Regions from separate parts of the Pan troglodytes genome. Here region 1 is linked to region 2. Evidence: chromatin contacts called from public Hi-C data. All regions are on one chromosome and are shown on one strand. The core of a region is the stretch at or near the end of the contact, and the rest is flanking DNA. Distances in the headings are between cores, read along the strand shown. Region 1 holds the start of PDGFC (platelet derived growth factor C). Region 2 has its middle 200 kb from the start of CTSO.

Region 1 (6,503 bases), core at 1,540-4,039, 800 kb after region 2:
TGCATTGTTGTCATTATGGAGGAGCTTGGCTAGTAAGAAGCAATATTTTGAACTGGACATTTATTTTACATGAGAAAGAACAAAGGTTGGTCTGATGTGTTTCCTGCACGGGTACAGCTGGTGCTGTGGCTCCTTTGATCACTTTCCCCCAGACCTCTGCAGCTACTGTGATTAGAGATACATCCCTAGGCTGCCCTTTGATCAGCAGCTCAAGGAGTCTGCAGGTGCCATGTGGCATCACATTAGCAAGTTGTAAGAAGCACCACACTAATATTAGCTGATAAATGTGATACTATGTCTTGCTGCGCAACAGCAAATACAAATAACGTTTGCAAAAGTCAGCAGAATCCTTATTTTATCTACTTTTATACCCTAAAACTTTCTGTGCTTTCTTAAACATGAACACTTCATAGAGTTTAAATTCAAAGTTGAAGTCTTGAAACACCCCAATATGAAAAGGAGAAAAAATCACTCTGACTTAAAACTATAGCACATCCTATCTTAATTTTGTAGGTATGCCACTTGTGTTCATTTTGCATGGTTAATCAAGTGACAGAATCCTTGCATTCTGAATAGATGATATACAAAGCAGTAAAAACATGTATATTCCTTTTCAAATTACAGTAAGAGCCACCACTTGTAAACAGGGCGTTAAATATTCCAATTTTAGACAGCCTACATGAACATTGTGGTTTCATGTGCAGTATAAAATTTCTATTTACAAAGTATTCTCAAAAATGACTTCATAATGTTAGATGAAGAGAAAAAGAGTTTAGAAATTGAATGATGTAAATCATATGGGTTCAGAGGCTAAGCAAATTACACACCCTGAAGCTGCCCTGGCTTTATGAAAGGAGCCTTTCTCCAGCTCTGTGCAATCCCAGCCCAAGGGAACTTGCATCTGAGAGTTTTCTAAACATTTCAGGTACACTTGAAAGCTGAAAGTAATTCTCATTTCCTATGCAGGATTAAGTCGTTTCCAGCACACACAAAATAGCAGTCATTCACCAACACATACAAAAACACACCACCAGAAAGGTAAGGACTTCAGAGTACAAAGGCAAGTTTAAAAAACAAAAAACTAGGGAGCAAGAGAAATACACTTTTTAATTCCTCTAAAAACGACCACACAGCCTCTTGACCTCTATATTTCCTATCTACTCATTGATTAATTGATGACTTCGACCTAGAATGCTTCAATTAATGCGGCTGATACATTCCCTGACCGACCCCCCTCGCCCTCCCCAAATCTGAGTAAAGTCAAACATGCCAAGGCTCATTCATTTTGGATTCGTTTTTAGAGGCAGTTCTTGAACTTCTAACTTTGGCAATGAGCGAACCTGCAATGTGCATTTGAAATGACGTTCACAATCGCTCCCAGAATGTCCTCACTCTGCAATGGCACTCACGTTGCCCTCTTGGAGCTTTGTGGCAGCTCCCGAAGTTGCAAACTACACTTAACCTTTAACAGTCCATGCCAATGAACGCAGCGCACATTTGCATGTAAAGAGAGACCAACGATACCTTCACAGTCTGGTATACATCACATACCAACGCACAATGCCAACGTTAACACACACAGCGAGAAACAAGCAGGGGGAGAATGGGGGAAAGACTCACCGTTCTGTTCCTTGTTGCTGGAAAACTGGAATTTACTACTCAGGTTGGATTCCGCCTGAGTCCCCTGTCTCTGGCCGGCCAGGGCAGATGTCAGCAGGAGAAGCCCGAAGAGGCTCATTTGGCTGACTGGGGTGAGAGCTCACTCACGGCGGGCACTTTGGAAGCAGCGACTCCCGAGTCTCTTTCACCACCGCCAGGGGAAGGCTGCACTGGGGTGGAAGCGCCGAGCCTGCTCTGGCAGCAGAGAATCGCAGGGTAGTTTCCACATAATCCCATCCAAAACTTTTTCCTAGAGCCCTCTTCTGTGTCTCCAGTTTTTGAAAAGGATCAAAGCAAAACCTGGACCTGAACCAGTTTCCCAAGGTTTAAACAAATCCTGAGCTGTGGCGAAGTGGTGGGGGTGGGGGTGAAGGCGAGGGAGGAATGAGGGGGTGGGGACGCGGGGGAGCGGCGAGAAGTCCCCAGCAAGTTGCTGGGAGCACCTGTCAGTTCGGGGGACAGGACAGAGGCGAAAACTCAAGGGTTGCCCGCAGCCAGACTGGAAGCCAAGTCGGCGGCGAGCAGTTTCTGATCAATAACAAAGCTGCCAATAGATGCGGCTCTCCGGGCGCCCCTCTCCCCCGCCCCACCCCCCACCCCCGAAGGGGGAGGGGGAAGAAACAAGGCGAGGGCGCCGCGGCGTGTCCCACGGGCCGGGGCGCCGGAGCGGGGCCGGGGGGCTCCGGGCCGACGGCGGCCCGGGCGCAGGCGGAGAGAGGCCGCGGGGCTCCCGCTCCTCAGCCCGGAGCGCAGTTGGCCCCGGGTTCGGAGCGCCGCAGCACGGATTCCGGCACCTGGCTTGAGTTTTCCGCGACCAAAGTTCACCTTGTTCGGGCTCGTCCCCCGCTCCTCAAAGCCTGGGGCAATTCGGCCGCCCGGGGTCACCGCGGGGCTCCGGTTGTTCCCCGTCCCCTCCCCCCACGCCTCGGGCTCCGCGCTAACCTCGGGGCTACGCGCGGCGTCTCCGCACGGGGTGAAGAGGGAAGGCCGGGGCGGCCGGGAGGATCCGGCTTGTCCCCTCCCCTTTTCTACCTTCCCCCCGCCGGGCGGCAGACAGGAGGTGGGGGCCGTGGGCCGAGCCCGGGCGGAGCGCGCGCCTGGCGAGCGGGGGCGGCTCAGCGGCTCTCCCGCAGGCGGCCGATGGGGCGGGCGGGGGTCAGCGCCTCTGGGAGGGGCAGCCCTGGGACGCGTCCGCGCGAGCGGGCTTGGCCGCCCACTGGCTGTCAACAGGTGCTGCGCAGACAGGGGGTGCTGCGGGACTCGCTGTGGGCAAGACCCCGGTGGCCCAGGAGAGGAACGCGGCCAAGGCGGCCCCTGCTTTCCCTTCCACGGAACACCTCTAACCCCAAATACAGAGCACGATGGGTGGTGAAGGGTGCTGCAGAAGCAAGAAGTGGGAAAGAACTTCCTGCAGCTCTCCTTCTCCCGCCCCCTGTCGCCTGACTTGTCATTAGTTTCCAGGAGGGCTCCCCACTCCCTAAGGTCTTTGCTGGGACCCTTGGCCAGAGTTTCAGAACAGAAGGAAGAAGGGAAATGAATTCAAAGGCTTTCCTCCAATTTCCAGCTCCCTAAAGCAGGACAGATAAAGCAAAAGTAAAGGCAGCCAAAATAACATTCATTTAACAAGTACTATATTTACTGAATGCCTACTATGTCGGGCACTGTTTAGAGGTTGGAGCCGCAGCAGTGAAAACAGACAAAAGTCCCTGCCCTCGTGAAGCATACGTAGTAGTTGGGCAGCATTAAGCTAATAGCAAGCTCTTCTGAGAATGATGTCTAAGGGACTCAGAATGATCCTGCAACCTTGGACTTTCCTACAATACAGCCTCTAACAAAACTAGGCTGCCCTGAACCCCTGGTGATAGAATTGTTTACATTTACACCAAAAAGGTCAAGAAAGAACTGAAATCTGTATGTGGCTTGTGTTCAGGCTGACTTGGAGAGAGAGGCCGATGCTTTAAGACCTAAAGTTCTCATGAGGTAGTCTGAAATGAAACACACATGCCAAGCAGGGCTTATGGTGGTTCCATGTCTGCTAAATATGTCTGTGACAGGATCCAACGTGCTTTCTTTGGGGAGAAGCAGAAAATCATTGTCAATGTGTTAAAGGCACAAGCAGAGAGTCAGAAAAGTTGAATTTTAAAATGAAGCTATTTTTGAGTAATAATCAAAATGGAAACAAGGAAGTGCCATGGCAGGCAAATCAGCAATATCACCCAACTTCTTGTGGAAAAAAAGTCAATGCAAACAATTCGACCATCAAGAACACTTGGGCTGGAACAGAAAACCAAAATAGCAATGTCCCTGAAACTAAGGAGTGGCATTTGGGCAAGAACATATTCTTACTGGACCAAACCAGGGGCTGATCCTTCTTCAGTGGTGAGGAAAATGCCAAGCCCTCTTCTTATACGCGAACACCAACTGGGGCCAACCAACCAGACCTTTCTGCTTGGAATATCCTAGTCTTCTTGTTTTTCCCTTTTAGAAACCTTTGAAAACTTCACCCATCTGTCTCATTCTTGAAAATTTCACCCGCCTGTCTCATTCATTCATTCTTATCCCTTTACCACTTCTATCTACAGAGTACTAAATATACACTAAAGGCAATTAAGGCCTGATCTTTGACTTTAAGGGATTTACAGTTTAGTGGACAGAAGGTTTTTTATCAAGTATGGTATTTTATTCGAGTTAGCAGCTCCACAACACCAGTGTGACTCCATATTTGCATAATGTGTTCCAAAAATATTTTGTAAATTTGTGAGGGTGAAGGGTTATTCCCAATTTTAACAACATAATGGGACTTAAATAAAGGGCATGCCTTATGAATCCATTGTAATCTATTTTTCATAAAATTCGTTATTCTCCAGTTTTTCTAATTTTGTAAGTTTAGTTTTCTAATCAGCACTTTTCTAAATGAAGTTGTTATATGTCCATATAGTTGAGTTTCCTGACCACCCACATAGAGGTGGGGTGTGTTTGTGTGTGTGTGTGTGTGTGTGTGTGTCTGCAAATGTAATCCATTTGCTCTCAGGAGATTGGAAGGGTGATGACTACTCTTTATTTTGTATCATTTCATATTGGCTAGAATATTGCTTGGCACAGGGGGATAATAAATAAACACTCTTGACTGACTGACAGGTTTCTTTATTGGAGTCACTTACATTCTCCCTGGAATTTCAGTGCGATAGTTGTATTTGAAAAGTTACAGATGATCTAGAATAATACTCTACCTCTGCGTTTCACCTCATCCATATTCTACAGATTGATTTGACAATCACCTTATAAATAAAGTCAGCCAGGTGTTCCTGAATGACCCCTAGACAAAATCACATCCACATTGGCCAATTTCCTTTCAATGTACTTGCATTGTCATTTCTTGAACTGCTCTTACCCTTGACGTAGTTGATTCTTTTAACACATTATCCTCTGCCTGTCTTCCTGCTCTATTTTGCTTGTTAACCTTTTCTAGAAAAATGAAATCTTTGCATTGAAAGTAAATTTTATATAATCCAGAGTCTGTGCAATTACTAAACAATATATTTTAAATGAATATGGCTTTGTTTTGGCCAAAGGCATTTTCCTTGATGAAAGGCATCTGTTCCGCCAACCAAGAGAAAATAATTTCAAACATTCTTTGTGGTTTTCATGTTTTCTTAAACCTTAAGAAGGAGTGCCCATTGCTGCTGCATGCATGAAGAGTATTACCACAAATTCTTACTAAAGAATACACTTGGTGGTTAACAATGATAATTTGGGGGAGGGGGTGTCACTACTAAATGTTTTTAAGTGAAATAAGATTTTAAAGCAACCTACTCCTTTAGCTAGCCACTTAACACTCAAAGGGGCGGGAACCATGGGGACATATTTTTGCCACCAAAAAAAAAAAATCTACGTTTTCTTGCTCTTTATTTTTCTATTTTGATCCTAACACACACACACGTGCATGCACACACACACAGAGGCATATGTGCAAAGTTATTTTAAGACTTTTCAGTATTTTAGTGGCAGATAATTGAGCATGATTTCCTGAAGTTCAGAAAGCTTTCTTCTACTTAAATACTCATTGTGTTTTGAGAATGGCTGACAAGTAACAAATATATATAAGGCAGAACTGGAGATATCATTAGTAGGCAAAGTAAATGTCCACAGACCACAGCAGGAATAAAGACTGTGTTAGGAAAAAAATAAATAAATAAATAAATGAAGTCAGTAGTCTGTCTTAGAGTCATCCTCTTCTCTTTCCACTTTTCCCACTACCTCATCTTGAGAAATACGACCTTGCTATCTCTAGGTTACGAAGATATATATCAATACTCTGTTTTTCCAACCAAGAAATGAGACACTTTTCATTACATCTTATTCTTCTAGCATCAGGTAACTTTTACCTCCCCAGTGTATCAACTGCTAATCTGAGAAGGGTTTACCTGCTGAGGCTGAGGGTAGAGGGTTTTGCTAAGGCTCTGCTCTAGAAGAAGACACACTTTGTCATTCTGACTTTCCTGGGGAATGGATTTGGAGGATGGGGAGTTAAGAGAAGTGTGGCCTGCAGAAATGGACTTTAGTTGGCTCTCTGTGGCCTTTTCCTTTGAAGTAAAACTGCTATTTCCTTATTGAAATCATGGCTTAGTATGCATAGATTTTTCCAAAATCTTAGAAGTGTTCGTCTGACTCAGAACTCAGAGGGAGTAACTAGCCAGAAACAGCCGTAAAGAAAGAGAAGCCCTAGTAACCTTTGAACCACCACAACAAAAGATCATTTCACTGGGAGATGGGAGGTCAGGGGCTTAGTCTGGCTTTACCACTAATAAACAGTACAACCTTGATCTAGAAATCTTCTCTGCCCC
Region 2 (6,809 bases), core at 931-3,430:
GTGACCTGATCTTGTGTATATTTCAAACTTACAAGCACACATTCACAGGAGTTAGGACTCTGCGATCAATTGATATAATATTAATAGGATGCTTTTTACTGAGCCCCATGATTCTCTGTATCTATTATAATTTTCCAATAGATTTTGGAACCAGAAATAGCTTACAAGTTAATGAGAAGTCTTATAAACAAATCAATAATCACAATACATTCTAATAAATGTATGATACATGTTTGATCTAAGATTTTCATTTTGCATAGGTCGATTAAAAGTGACTGTTATAATATTTTGTGCATACTTATAAATGGGACTCTACATATCTAAGCCTGTGCATCTCCTAAGGACCAAAGTATCATATGGAATTTCTTCCCAGATATCAGTAACAGAATATTAGGGACAAAAGAAACTCAGTATTTGGATGGCTTCTTGAAACTACTCTCTCTGGTATTGTAATTGGTAGGGGTCAGATTTACTGAAAGTTGGAGAGTATCGATTGATAAGAGTACAAAAGAGTAACTAACCAGGGGCATATTCATTAGTTAGAGCTTGGGAGTGGCTTTGCTGGGTTGTTCTGGTTCCGAATTTCTCGTGAGCTTGCAGATAAGATGGTGGCCCACACTTCAATCATTTTGTGATTTAATTGAGAAACGATGGTCCACTTCTCAGATGGATAATTCACATGGCTGTTGGCAGGAGCCTCCATTTATGTTGGCTTTTGGCAGGAGGCTTTAATTCCTCATTGTCTGTTGACAGGAGGTCTTAATTCTTTGCTTCATGGGTTTCCCCATAGGGTTTCTTGAGTGTTCTCATAATATGGCAACTGGCTTCCTTCTGAGATAATGATCTGAGAGAAGGAGAACGAGTAAAGGATGATGCCACAGAACACACTGTCACTTTCACAATCTGCAATTATTTACACAACTTAGTCTGATTCAACCACACAAGGGCATGGAGTAGGGAAACTTTGAAGGCTATCTTGGAGGCTGGCCTACCTTAGTGGGGTTAGAATAATGGCAGGGTAGAAGAGGTATATGAGTGCAATATGCAAAAGATAGTGATTTACATGAATAGATTTTTATGGCAGTAAAGAAAAACTGGAAAAAATACACAGAATTCAGACTGGAGGCTTGCCAGAAGAAAACTATAAAAGGAAAACTTAACAGGTTAAGAGGTTACTGGAAATAATTGTCATTGCTATTGGGGAAAACACCCAAATATTTAATATTGTTTTCAAATCGTCACATGGTCCAAATATTAGCTTGCTCTTAAGCACCATCTGCTAGGATGCTTCGGTATTGCTGTCTCTCTATGCCAGACACATTGATTGGCCTCCTTGAAGATCATTAAATAAGTATGTTCCTGCCTTTAAACATGTGCCCTACATTTGGAATGCCCTTTCCCACCCCTTTACCTAATTATCCTCTATTCAGCCATCATACTAAGCTCAAGCACCAGCTCCTTCAGGCATAACCTTTGGTCTCAGGTTGTCTAGCTATTTTCTCATGTATGACTATATCTATTACTGTCATCATCATCATCATCATCATCATCATTATCATTTCAGGGACATTTTTAATGTTTTTAATTATACAACTATCAGTGTCCTTAATCTCTAAACTAAAGTTTAAGCTATATAAGAAAAAAGAATCACATCTGACTATTCCATGTGCCAAGCACAGTGCCTGGTAAATTAGAAGGACTTAGTCATTTTTCATTTAAAGAGGCACTTAGTCATTTCTCACTTCAAGAATAAATACACTATTCCCTGAGATAGATGATAAGGATACGAATTAGTGTGATAGTAAGAAGGTAGAAAGTAGACGGCACATTCAAAACAGATGTTAAATCAAGGCCAAGGCATGAAGGAAAGTGAGTCATCAAGAATAATGATAAATACCTGATATTTTAAAACTGAACAACAGCAAAAGATTATAGGATGAAATAACAATATAAAATGAAGGCGTTAACTTTGAGAATTTTATTAATCAGACCCCAACCAGGAACACAGAAAATACACTGTGTTAATTTCTATGTATTGCCCTTACCTCCAAATTGACCCCTCAGTGCCTGTTCTGAAGTAATGGACTGATTGCTTTAAACATTTCTCTTTAAGCACAGCACCATGTTAAGCTTTGTCAATAGAGGGCACTGGAGTCACATTACAGAAGGAAGGGGCTTCTCTTCCCAGTTTTGGCTGTTTTGCTTTGGATTTTCAGCCCTCTCTGGCTCCTGCTGCAGTCCTGCTGTGTGGGTGTGTAAGAACATTCAGTGATGCCTTGTCCAGCCACACACCCAGAAGGCAAAATGTGTCAGTGACCTCATAGGCCCTGCCTAAGCCCTGTGACTACCTTCCCAAGGCTTCTTATCTCCACCCTAACATACTGACGCTGCATGCTCCAAGCCCATAACACCCACAGAGTATCCAGATTTCCTCTGTGTACTTGCCGACCAACCTGGCTTGCCAGCACCCTGGAGGTTTATCTCTTTCTTGTGTGATGAATGCAGACCAGCTTTGTCCCAGCCAACCTAACAAACTTCTCTGCTATTCCATGAGCTGCAAACATGCTTTCTCCAAGATGAGAACTCAGCCCTGAAGAGGGTCCCACCTTCTAAGTTTGTCCTTCCTTTGAAAGTCAGCTTCAGCATAGGGTTCCCTTTAGAATTGCTTCTGTATCTTTATAGTTGCTTTCCTATCATAGTTTAATAATTATTTCATATTAAATTCCTGTTAAATTTACGGCGTGGTTTATCTTTCCTAGCAAAATTAAAGAATATTACCAACTTACTATGAAAATAAAGAACATTTCATGCAGGGAACTGGTCATGCAACTCTGAAGAGCTGAGAAGCCAAATGTAGGCCTCTGAGGCAACTCATAAATTAGCATCTGCAAGAAGTTGCTACCTTTTGAAGTCAGCAGGGACAAGAGAAGAGGCAGTGTTACAAGGGCCAAGATGACACATTGGAAGAAAACTATGTCAACCTCTCTGGCAAAATCTAGAGCTACAGAGGAGAGGCCATTGCTATCAGAGTCCCTGTCTGGCTTTTCCTTTTCTTCATCTGACAATTTCCTGTAGGTGGCTCCCATTGTTTGAAACCAGCTGGCAACCAGCTTACAAGGGAACCCAAGAATGCATCTCGGAGACGGCCATCTGCAGAACACTGCAGATTAGGTGGAAGCTGAAGAATGGATACCAGAGCAAAAAGACCAAAGACTGGCAGAGATTAACTCAGGTTTATGCATTAACAACCAGCTTCCCAGGAGAGCAATGTCCTTTGTTGTAATGTTTTTCTGCGTTTCTGATGTAACTATTCTTACTATGGGTGGTTTCAAGAAGCAAACATGAACATCACTAGACCCTAAGTCTGGAAGGAATGCACCTCAGCACACCATGTATAGTAGTTCCACTATATTCAATGAATTTTTTTAAGTATAGATATTGGCATCTTGAAGAAACTGCTTGTAATGATCAGCAATACCATTCATTTAATAACAAAGTTTCTTTAAAACTTCAGAAGCTGATATCTAGATATTACAATGAAAGCTAAACAATTCAAAAGCAACAAGTTAATCCACAATTTTAAAGTATGCATGGTTACAGAGGACATGCTCCTAGACACTGATAGTAACCAAAGAGAGGAGGGTAAAAGGGAACTTGCTTGTGGTCGTTTATAGTTTACCTGCTTCTTCTGAAATATTATTCTCAGCCCTCCATGCAGACATAATCTGGGCAAGAGATGAAAAACAAATATGGCAGGGGCTGCTAATTTCACTTTTGATTGATATAATCGGAGGGGAAAGCTAGGCCGTTTATTTTTCTACGTTCTAACTGTTACTTTATTCCCTTACTCTGGAGATGGAGGCAAAGAGAATATCTTCTATTCCTAAGTGGCAGAAAATCTCTCAGAAGGTTATTTTGCATATGTATCAGAGTCACCATCAGAGTCCTTTCTAAAGGTGAACGCCACAGGGCGTGGTGGCTCAAGCCTGTAATTCCAGCACTTTGGGAGGCCGAGGCAGGCGGATCATGAGGTCAGGAGATCGAGACCATCCTGGCTAAAACGGTGAAACCCCGTCTCTACTAAAAATACAAAAATTAGCCGGCCATGGTGGTGGGCACCTGTAGTTCCAGCTACTCGGGAGGCTGAGGCAGAAGAATTGCTTGAACCCAGGAGGTGGAGGTTGCAGTGAGCCGGACATCAAGCCACTGCACTCCAGCCTGGGCAACAGAGCGAGACTCCATCTCCAAAAAAAAAATGGTGAACACTCATGAGGGAATGCAGTCAGACTTTGAAGGTTACCACATGCCACTTGCCATACAATTAACAAAGGGCTCTACATTGTTTCTGGCTTTATAATGTAAACATATTTTTATTAATAAGTTATATGATTCCTGCATTATTTCATAATTTGAGCTCATCAAGAAACTGTGTAACATTCTATTAAAATACATTATTAACTCCCCGCCCCCACCATTTGGCAAAGTTTTCTTTTTCTTACAAAGAAATAAAGGAAATAAGGTAGAAAAACCAGACAATTTAAGAATGATTAAGCATGTTAAACTTTATTCTGAACTTTTATCAGGAAAAAGCTCAAAGAGCCTGACTCTCAGTGTTGACCATGTGAATTTAGAAGTCGTCAGTCCAAAATGTGCCTTCATGCAAACCTTTAATTAAATATGGAGAATTTAATTTACTGTGATAACTTTAGGGTTTTCAAATATGTCCAGAGAAAGGAAATTAAACAATCAAATTATCCAAACAAAGGCCATTTTTGCCAACATTCCCTGGACAATAAGAATAGATTTTTTTTCCCCTAAATTTTCTACAACGAACATGTATTACAATAAGAAAAAAAAAGCTTACTTTTCCTAAACATTCAATGTTTCACTAGTTTTTAATTGTATGTACTTAGTAGTTTTGAGTCACTGTCTCGCTCTTTCACTGAGGCTGGAATGCAGTGGTGCAATCACAGTTCACTGCAGCCTCAAACTCCTGGGCTCAAGTGATCCTCCCACTTCAGCCTCCCAAGTAGCTGGGACTACAGACGCATGCCATCACCCCTGGCTAATTTTTTAAATTTTTTGTATAGAGAGGGGTCTCGCTATGTTGCCCAGGCTGGTCTCAAACTCCTAGGTTCAAATGATCCTCTTATTTCATTCTCCCAAAATTCTATGATTACAGGCATAAGCCACCCCACGTGGCACACACTAGTTTTTAAATGACTGATTTGCTACATAAAGATATAAAAAAAGATGAGGCACATGTGCCACTTTTCTTAGAAAATATATTCTGTTGTAAGTTCTCTGAAAAAAAAAGTCATCTCTGTACTTGTCTTAGTCAATCTGGGGTGCTATAACAAAAATACCATAAGTTGGTAGCTTAAACAAAAATTAAATTCTCATGGTGCTTATTAGTCCAAGATTAAGAAACCAGCAGATTTGGTATCTGGTGAGGGCTGTCTTCCTGGTTCATAGCCAGCTGTCTTCTCATTGTGTCCTCACATGGCTGAAAAATTAAATGAACTCTCTGGGGTCTCTTTTACAAGGGTACAAATCTCATTCATGAGGCTCTGCCCTCATCACCTAATCACCTTCCAAAGGCCCCATCTCTTAATAAGATCACGTCAGAGGGTAAGGTTTCAACATATGAATTTTGAGGGAACACAAACATTTAGATATTGACATTTTGCTCCTGATCTCCAAAGTTTATATTCTTCTCACGTGCAAAATACATTTATTCTATCCCAATAACCCCCGAAGTCTTAACCTATTCCAGCATCAACTCTGAAGTCTAAAATACAAAGCCTCATCTATTAATAGATATCATCTAAATTAGTAATGAATGAGACTATAATTCATCCTGAGGCAAAATTTGTCTCCAGCTGTGAACCTGTGAAACCAAACAAGTTATATGCATTCAGAAAATAGTGTGGGACAGGTATAGGATAGACATGTTTATTCCAAAAGGGATAAACAGGAAGGAAGGAAGGAAGGGGTACTGGGTTTCAAGAAAGTCCAAAACTTACTGGGGCAAACTTTATTACCTTTTGAGGCTCAAAAATAATCCTCTTTGGCACGCTACTCCGTCTTCCAGGCCTACTACAGTGGTAATGTCAGTCCTCTGGCTTGGTAGAGATGGTCCCACAGTGGCTCTCTGCCTTAGCCTTCTGCTGGGGTCCCACAGATCTGTTGCGCTGGGTCCAATGCCCTTGGCTCACCCAGGCTGAAATAATAGTCCCATGGCTCCAGGTGGTCCTGCGTTTTGAAACCTGGGTGGAGGCAGCTGGGCCCTGAAGGCTCATGCACTGTGGCCTGTGATGGGAGTGGCAACCTGATCATCTCTGAATCACCTTCAGAGCTATTCTTCACTTGTCTTGAGAATAACATCTGGCCTTTGTTGAGATGACTGATAAATACTAATCTCCTTATCAAATGGACAATTGGCGACATTCATAGTGTTCTCATTTTTCTGCAATATTGGTAGGCTAGGATTTTTTTTTTCAAATCTTTAAGTTCTGCTTTCTTTTTACTGAAAAATTATGTCTTTTAGCCATTTCTCTCTTCTCACATTTCACTGTAATCATAATATAATACAGCAGCTAAGCTGCTTCTATATTGGCTTTCAGTTGAAGGCAAGCCATACTTTCACCACTTTGCTTAATAATAGCTTCAGCTAAATATCCAATTTCATCACTCACACTTTCCACCTTCTACAAAGCACTAGAGCATGAACACAATTCAGCCAACTTCCTTGTCACTGTGTAACAGGAATCACCTTTCCTCCATTTTCCAACAGCATGTTCATTTCT

Evidence for each region. A called contact is a pair of places that touch in the nucleus more often than the background predicts.
Region 1: a contact with region 2 is called in a Hi-C map of induced pluripotent stem cells, with 1.7 times the contacts expected there. The contact joins the promoter of PDGFC here to the enhancer-like site in region 2. A contact is called at or near these places in 2 of 7 Hi-C or Micro-C datasets (induced pluripotent stem cells and stem cell-derived neural progenitor cells) and 1 of 1 datasets of contacts at active chromatin or transcription factors (stem cell-derived excitatory neurons).

Annotation. Positions count from the first base shown.
Region 1 is chr3:158,770,935-158,777,437 of NHGRI_mPanTro3-v2.0_pri, forward strand. It overlaps PDGFC (platelet derived growth factor C), which reads right to left and starts at 2,790. Exons shown (of 7, transcript XM_063809961.1): 1 at 2,602-2,790; 2 at 1,621-1,854. The coding sequence starts at 1,738.
Region 2 is chr3:157,968,466-157,975,274 of NHGRI_mPanTro3-v2.0_pri, forward strand. No RefSeq gene overlaps it. Among named protein-coding and RNA genes, the nearest start is that of CTSO, 200 kb to the left of the region's middle. Within about 2 kb of position 2,181, at least 9 of the 24 cell types and tissues checked have an H3K27ac peak or open chromatin away from gene starts, as enhancers often do. A contact at or near this core is called in induced pluripotent stem cells, where this site is marked.